3 separate regions of the Zea mays genome follow, and regions 1 and 2 are each linked to region 3. Evidence: chromatin contacts called from public Hi-C data. All regions are on one chromosome and are shown on one strand. Each heading gives the region's core, a stretch centred on a gene start, on an enhancer-like site or on the middle of the called end of the contact. The rest is flanking DNA. Distances are from core to core; before and after follow the strand shown. Region 1 holds the start of LOC542504 (replication licensing factor MCM7 homologue). Region 2 holds the start of LOC100282809. Region 3 holds the start of LOC109939366.

Evidence for each region. A called contact is a pair of places that touch in the nucleus more often than the background predicts.
Region 1: a contact with region 3 is called in a Hi-C map of ear, with 4 times the contacts expected there. The contact joins the promoter of LOC542504 here to the promoter of LOC109939366 in region 3. A contact is called at or near these places in 5 of 25 Hi-C or Micro-C datasets (ear, leaf and tassel).
Region 2: a Hi-C map of leaf shows a contact between it and region 3, with 4 times the contacts expected there. The contact joins the promoter of LOC100282809 here to the promoter of LOC109939366 in region 3. A contact is called at or near these places in 9 of 25 Hi-C or Micro-C datasets (ear, leaf, root tip and 1 more).

The regions. Positions count from the first base shown.
Region 1 is chr1:150,575,173-150,577,872 of Zm-B73-REFERENCE-NAM-5.0, reverse strand. LOC542504 (replication licensing factor MCM7 homologue) reads left to right here and starts at 1,399. Exons shown (of 15, transcript NM_001112054.2): 1 at 1,399-1,510; 2 at 1,634-1,701; 3 at 1,813-1,872; 4 at 1,986-2,215; 5 at 2,653-2,700. The coding sequence starts at 1,480.
Region 2 is chr1:150,861,506-150,864,205 of Zm-B73-REFERENCE-NAM-5.0, reverse strand. It overlaps LOC100282809, which reads left to right and starts at 1,312. Exons shown (of 9, transcript NM_001412423.1): 1 at 1,312-1,442.
Region 3 is chr1:150,716,263-150,718,962 of Zm-B73-REFERENCE-NAM-5.0, reverse strand. It overlaps LOC109939366, which reads right to left and starts at 1,348. Exons shown (of 3, transcript XM_020546485.2): 1 at 1,259-1,348. The coding sequence starts at 1,290. It overlaps LOC100273814, which reads left to right and starts at 1,153. Exons shown (of 2, transcript XM_020546492.3): 1 at 1,153-1,517. The coding sequence starts at 1,177.

The sequences.
Region 1 (2,700 bases), core at 150-2,649, 140 kb after region 3:
CCGATGACATTAATTGCCCAACCATCCAACAAACACATAAATTAAGCAACACATAATCATGTATATGATAGATCAAATGTAGGAAAGAAACCTATAAAATTAACATCATGCAGTTCAAAGTTACTAATCACAAGGACATTGTGGAACCAACAACAAAATATTAAAAAAATTCGACAGCATGTCTCCTATTTTAGACATAATCTACAAGTCCACAAGTATATAACAGATAGTAGATAGTTGACATTAATTAACATAAAGGAAGAAGTGCAAATAAGAAAATACATTAGGGTAGGAGCATGCCCCTGGCTGGCTTGTGCTTGGAAGTGCAAATTAGAAGTGCAAATACATTAGAAGTGCAAATTCGACAACATGCCCCCTCGGCAGGCTTGCAGGTTGCAGACTTGCAGCCTTGCTCGAGCTAGGGGCTAGGGCCGTCCGTGGGCTTGCAGCTTGCCCTTGCACTGCTGCGTGAGGACTGAGGAATGTGGGTGCGCCTGTGGATGGGCCGCCTATCAAGCAGATTAACAGAAGCAGCAGAGAGTAGGCCCAATCCAGGTACCCGAATGGTACTCGTATCCTACTCGAGATTTTCGGGTACTGACCGGGTATTAGTGATTCCGTATCCTATCCGTATCCGAGGTTCAATATTCGGGTAGTACCCGTATCCGTCCCGACAAACATAAATACCCGTATCCGTATCCGAAATTTTGACTCGTTTTCGTACTCGTATCCGATACCCGTTCTGGGTACCCGTCCCGTTTTCATCTCTAGGGTCAGCCTGCGCATGACCGACACGGCCTCTGCGGACGGAGGCGGCCCTGCGCCGTGTCTAGGCGCCGGCGGACGAGCAGTCCAAGCGTTCCAGCGCTCGCTCGGTGCTGCCAGGCGGCAAACGCACATCGTGCAGCATAAGCATCCCGACCATGTAGGCGCTTGGACACGAGCTGGAGTGGGATATTTATAGACACGGAGGTCGGCGCCGAGATCCATGGCGTCGAGGTCGGCGCCGAGATCACGACGCCGAAGTGCTGCCACGTCAGATCCACGTAGGCGTCGACTCTTACATATACACGCTAAATTAATTGGCGCTGATACGTTGTAGCTCGGTATCAATATTGATGGCGCCGAGCTAAAGGTTCATTTTTGAAATGAAACTGAAAATACGTATTTGTGAAAATAAAACCAAAAAGGCTAAAATGAAAAAAAAGGGAATCATCAGGTACCTCTGGCTTCTCAGCCACAGCGCAGAGCGGCTCGATCAAGGCCCAATCGTGCTTCTAGTAAGCCCACAAAATTTCGGCCCGCTCGAGCTCGGACCAACCCTATTCTTCCCGCCACACCGCCCTCTCCCTTCCCGCCCAAAGCCTCCTCTTTATTCCCTTCTTCCCGCCATCCCCCGAACACTTCGCCGCCCCCCTCCCGCCTCCCGCTGTTCTCTGCCTCCCACCCCCACGCCGCCGTCCCATCACCGCCGCTGGGATGAAGAACCCTGACTTCGCCGCAGACAAAGGTACGTGTTGCTGTGGCAACATCATCCGGAACCTCCTCGAACCGTTTCTTCGTTTGCTCGCGCAAGGTTCTAGAACGTTCTCTGACGGTGCGTTGGTTCTTTGTGTTTGATTTGTCTCTGCAGCGCTCGCCAAGGACTTCCTGTCCAATTTCACCGGCCCTCACGGCGAGCCCAAGTACCTGAACATCCTGGTACCCATGATCGGTTTATCTTCCCCGTGTTCTAGGCTTGCCCCTTCCAGATCGGTTTTTTTCTCTCTCTCTCTCTCGCAATTTCACGCTGATTTCTCTTTCTGCTTGCAGCAAGATGTCGCGAACAGGAAGATACGCGCGGTCCAGATCGAGCTGGACGACCTATTCCACGTACAAACTTCTCACCTCCACAGTGTTCAGTTCCTTTTAGTTTTTTCCCTTTTTCCCAACTTCGCGGGTACAAGATGTGGTTTTGGGTGTAAAATGTTGTTCCTGGTGTGCAGTATAAGGATGTCGACGAGGAGTTCTTGCAGCGTGTCACCGAGAACACGCGGCGCTACATCGGCATCTTCGCGGAGGCCATGGACGAGATCATGCCGGAGCCCACAGAGGCGTACACCGTCGACGAGGACCAGGACATCCTGATGACGCAGCGTGTGGATGAGGGGGCCGACGGCGGCGCGGACGGCACGGACCCGCTACAGAAAATGCCACCAGAGATCAAACGGTTCTTGTAAGTGGCTTTGTCCTAAATTTCTCTGGTGAATGGTGTCCTGTTTTCGGTAATTTGGTTAAAACAAAAGAGATTGGAAACGAGAGAGTATGACATTGCATGTTATGAAGATAAATCATATTACTGCTTGTACTGCATAATTAGATTAGATTTTTCTGCCTCTGATTTTTTTTCTGTAAATCGAAGCATTTCATCTGGTTTGATAGACCATGTCTGGAACATTACAACGGAATATAAAATTTCCTGCAAGCTTATAAGGATATTGAACTGTTATACTACCATATAATATTTCATCCGAATTAAACATTTGCACCTCAGATTTTTGCTAAGATTATTTCTCGAGCTACTTAATTCTGTGCCACAGCTCCAATAATTTTCCTGTCTATCCAATTATGTGCTCTGTTGATTTTAACTGATTTTTTGGGTGGGCATTTTAGTGAGGTTTACATCAAGGCATTCTCAAAGGTGACTCCACTCACCATTCG
Region 2 (2,700 bases), core at 63-2,562, 150 kb before region 3:
AATCTCAAATTTACCAAATCAAAAAACCATATATCTCAATCGATGATCTGACAGCTGTTGCGTTGACACATGGTAGCCTGGCTGCATGGGCCATTGTTTTGGTTGCACCGCTGCATGCCTGCATGGGCACATCACTAGTGTACTGGTATAAATATCCAAATGGGTCGGGCATGCTAGGTGCCATGTGGCCGATACGGTTTAGCTCGGTTCGAGCATGATCACCGTGTCTGTCTCGACCTTAGGTGTGGATATGGACTGATTTTAATTTTTTTAGTTTTTTCTAAAAATATTTATATTATACTTAGTATAGAGTATAAATTATAAAAACATATGTGTTGTGTTGGCTAGGTGGAATGTGAATGTGTGTTTTGAAAATTTTAGTTTTTTTACCATCGGTCCGTAGAAAAGCATGCAAAGGAAGAGGGAGAGCTAACATATGGACACGGGTAGTCCTAAGATTTAGAGGATGAGTGTTCAAATTTTTTAGTAGAGCACAAACTTTTTTGGCAACATAGATCCTAGTCTAGTAGCCTTTACCTTTTAGGCATATATAATTTATTATAGTATTACGTAGAAGTAGTTTCACATCATATAAAGTATATAACACATAACTGAACATACACATTACACAATTAGTAAACTAGATCATAACTAATGCAAGAAAGAATATGTCATAAGATGATATTATTCAATACTCAACATATCAAAGTATTAATTGTTTTACATATCAAGTGGCTAATGACAATATCTTAAATATATAGATAAAGAATATTAAATAGCATAAGAAAACTTACATATTATAAGATAACTTTTTAATCCTTCAGGTTTTGAAATTGAGTGACAATTTTCTCATCCTTACTTGCAAAAAGAACGTTCTTTCAATAAAAATAACCAAGCATACATTTAAGATTAGCGTTCTTGCAGCGATACAGAGCTCCAATAGACATTGGACCTGTCTGTTTCGACTTTTTTCTGACGAGTTTTCCGAGAATGTAGCTGTGAGGAGAATATGACTGTGTAGAGAATCTGAGTATCGTGAGGATTACGTGTGGAGAGAGATGAATATGTTCATAGGGTTTAGGATCTAGAAAGTGACTGAGTCCTACTTTCGTGACGATTCGACTGAATTTTTATTCACATAGTTTTAGATGATTATCATCAAAATAATTCAAATAAAAGTTGACTGAAAACCTAAGTGTTTAGTAGTCAGCCGCCAAAAGCTACCGAGAAGTCGAAACAAACATACCCGTTACTCTGAGAAGCAAGCGACCACCTAAGACATAAAATATGCATCAAAGACGTAAACTATTCATCAAAGGCGTAAACTCGGCGTAGACGGAGACTGCAGACGCCCGGACCACAGGAACACCGAAGTACCGAACACTACCGGCCACACGCTCGAGAATAGGCGGCGGTGCAGGTCCTCCTCCATCTCTGTCGTGGTGAGTTCCCCTCCCCTCTACTGTACCTCTGATCCTTACTTCCTTTCCCGGCGCCTGATCGTACAAAGCTGCGCGCTTGCTCGAGTTTGAAGAAAAACTTAGCCTTTTCGGTTTCCTTGGCCGTTCGGATCTGGCTTCCCCGTCGGCGCCGGCGTGCAGAGTTTGCACGGCGGATCCGTTTCGGTGCGGGTGTAGAGGGCGTGTGCGAGGGCCGAGTGGGTGCGGATGCGGCTGCTGTCTCTTTTTTTTCTGCGGGCCTATTCAGAGAACTATCTGAACAACGCATTTGTTACTGATGTTAATCAACTAGATTGGGGATCCGGCTGCATTTGCCGTTGCCTCTAGATGGCGCAGAGGCATAACCTACATCTTAGTGACATTTTCTGGTCTACTATGTTTTCATGTTGACAAGGGTTTGCATTGCTCATATTCGTGATTCGGATGCCCTTTAGCTCCTTAAGCTGGGGACCAGTGTGTCTCTAAGACTCTAACCTAGCACAAGTTTGTCTGATGTGTGTAATCTTCTAGGTTACCATTATTTTCACATATGGAACCTCTCAGGTAGGTGTTCGTTTGATGATATACATGAGCAGTCACGTAAACTAAATGCGGCAATAGGAAACAATGTACATTGACTGTTATGTGTTCTTCACTGCCCAGTATCTCGATATTCATCCATGACCTGAGTGAACCAAGGATTTTCTTCTTTGCATATGAAATCAACTACTAGGGCATGTTTATGTTCTATTACCTACATAGGTTGGGTCGGGAATCTGGCTGCATTTAATGCTACCTCCAAATGATGCATACTCTAAGCCTATGTTATTGTGAAATGAACCGATAGGAGCTGTTACCTAGTGGATTTCCTGGTCTAGCTACCATACATTCAAGTTGGCTGTTCATCTTGAACTTTATGTTTAAAGCTTTGCAATGTGGATCTTCACGTCTTAATCTTCTTAGACAATTTCCAGTGTGTATGTCATGGAGTTTATAGCCTCTATCCTAGACCATGGACTTCCAATGTGCGGAGGCCCTTTCACTTTATCACATGTTATTAGGTCTTATTAGCTTGCTGTTGCTTTCCATATCCATCTAGCTTCTAGGATACATTATATTTAGGACTAAGCATTGGTGTACATGAGTACACCACACCAGGTGCTGTGGTATGGATGCCGCTTTAGATTGCCTTTTCACTATTCTCTTAATATTAGATTTTTGCATTACTTTCGTGACATCTGAACTTCCATTTGTATACTGA
Region 3 (2,700 bases), core at 99-2,598:
CTTCTTATCCATCTACATGTAAGCATCAAATCCAAAAAGACAACAATCATGTAGAATTGATATATAGGTGTACAATCAAGTGTTCATGCAAACAAAATATAAAGGAACTAATAGCAATTACGATCTGCATATTAATACATTATGATCTACATACACTATTTGCATAGAATTATTTACATTACTCAAGTCTAAAAACAATTCAGTAGCGCAAGAAACACAAATTGACAAGAACTGTCGTACATTTGTAAGTCAAGAACCATAAACGATGAGTATGCCGTAGATTTGTAAGTCAAGAACTGATGCTAAGTTCACTAATAAGGAGATTAATTTATAATAGCAATAGCTTGTGGATGAGTATGTCGTAGATTTGATAAAAAAATAAAGGATGCTACACCACCGACACGGCTACACCAGGCACCAGCTACATGGCTAAACAATAAGAACTGCTGTACAAGTTGACAAGAACTTTTCCTTGATGCTGGCCGGCTGTAGCATGGCTCTCTCCCTCTCTCACCTACACGACTACACCAAGCATCAGGCATCAGAAAGGGGTCGGAGAGCTGTTGTCCATGGAGCCTGATCCTGATGCGTCTGCTGGTCACGAGCCTGTGGGGGAAGAGCTCGCCGCGCCGGGCTCACCACGCGGAAGAGAGCAGAGGGGAAGAAGAGAGCAGAGTGGAAAGGAACTCACCGCGCCTGGCTCTTAAGAGCTCGCCGGCTAGCGGGATAAAGGAGGAAAATGAGAGCAGAGGATAGGCGACTCACCGCACCCTGCTGAGCAGCTCGCCGGTCAGCAGGATTGGAGGAAGAGGAGAGCATAGGGGAAGAGGAGAGTAGAGGGGAAAGAGGACTCACCGCGCTGAGGAGCTCGCCGGCCAGCGGGATGAAGGAGGCGGCGCTAGATCTGATGTGGATGAGAAGGGCTCGTGAGGTGCCTTGTCCCGAGAAGAACGATATTATCCGTCTGATTCAGAGGGACGAACATGGACAATATTCTAGTGATAATATTTTTGTAGGGACGGTCTCATCTGAACCTTGACTCCCAACCAAACAGTCTAGTGTGTGGGATCGTCCTGTTCCATCCCGTCCTGACTCGCAACCAAACACATCCTTAATACGCGGCCGGATTTACCCTTAAATCCTGATGTGACGTCTCTGTTTGTGTTTTTCTGAAAAATGCTATATATTTATTTCATCTTCGTGGTTAAGGAATTTTCAATCTTGTGTAAGGGCGAGTTAAGGTTGTGTGCTTTGTTACCTCTGTTTGTTCTCGAAAGCCTGCAAAGACATGGACAGCTCATGCGGTCATGCCTCTTCTCTTCCGTGGCTCTGTGGTCCGTAGTCAGCGCCAGACGCCCAGAGCCCCCGACAAGCACCGGACACTCGCTCGCGAATAGCCTTGGCGGGCCTTTAAAAGGGCGTCCCCGCAAATACGCCACCCCACACGGATCGAAAACGAATTACCCTCGGTGCCCTCCCTCTCGGCGGCGGCGCAAGTCCCCTTCATCTCCGGCGCGGTGAGCTCCCCTTCTTCGTACCCCAGATTCTTACTTCCTTTCCCGGCGCCTGACCCTACACCGCTACGCGCCTGCTCGCGTTTTGGGAAAAAAAACTTACCCTTTCGGTTGCCTTGGCCATTCGGATCTGGCTCCCCCTCGGCGCCGGCGCGCTGGGTTGGCACGGCGAATCTATGTGTCGGTGTCGATGGTGTGCAAGGCGAGCGTGTTAGGTCGCCGTGCAGATAGCTTGGTTTGGCGGAGGATACGGCGGCCGTCTCTGCTTTTGGTTCCTGGGTTGGATCAAGGGACGCAAGGGTCGTCTGCCAATCTGCCATGGAGTTGGGAATGGTAATACTGATCCAATCCGCGGCAAACAGTTCTGGTGTGTTATTGTTATGCACCGGTATATGTTGGCCTGCGATGCAACAAGGATGCTGGTGGCGAAAAAGAAATGGTGGCTGTTGCAGGGAAAATACCGACTAGTCAAATGTATATGCAAAGAGATTTCTTTTGGCGTGTAACAATGTCCTGTACTCAGTTTTTGTGGTCTGATTAGGGATCCAAAGTCAGCAGGGATGGGCTAGAATGCAAATAGGGTATTTTGAATCAACTGCACTGAGATTGCAGTTGATCCTGATGTTAATAAACTGGATTGGGGGTTCTGGCTGCACTTGACTGTTGCCTCTAGAGTTTAGATGGCGCATAGGCAGTTTCTGGTCTACCATGTTTTCATGTTGATGAGGGTTTGCATTGTTCATATTCATCATTTGGATGCAATTCTGCTCCTTAATCTGGGACCAGGGTGCTTCTAACCTAACACAAGTTTGTCTGATGAGTGTAGTCTTCTTGCTTACTAGGTGTTTGTTTCATGATGTACATAAGCACATCACATATCCTGAATGTAGCAATAGGAAAAATGTACATTTACTGTTGTTCTGTGTACTTCACTTCTCAGTATTTCTGTGTTCATCCAAAACCTGAATGGATTGAGGGTTCTATGCTTTGCATAACATAGGAAATTAACTGCTAGACATGGTTTTAAGGGCATGGCTGTGTTGTATTACCTTCCTAGGTTGGGTTGGGAATCAGGTTGCATTTAAAACTACGTCCAAATGATGCATGCTCTAAACCTATATTCTTGTGACATTTTTTTCTCGAAAAGCGCAGGAGAACTGCACTCCAATATATTATAGCAGAAGGG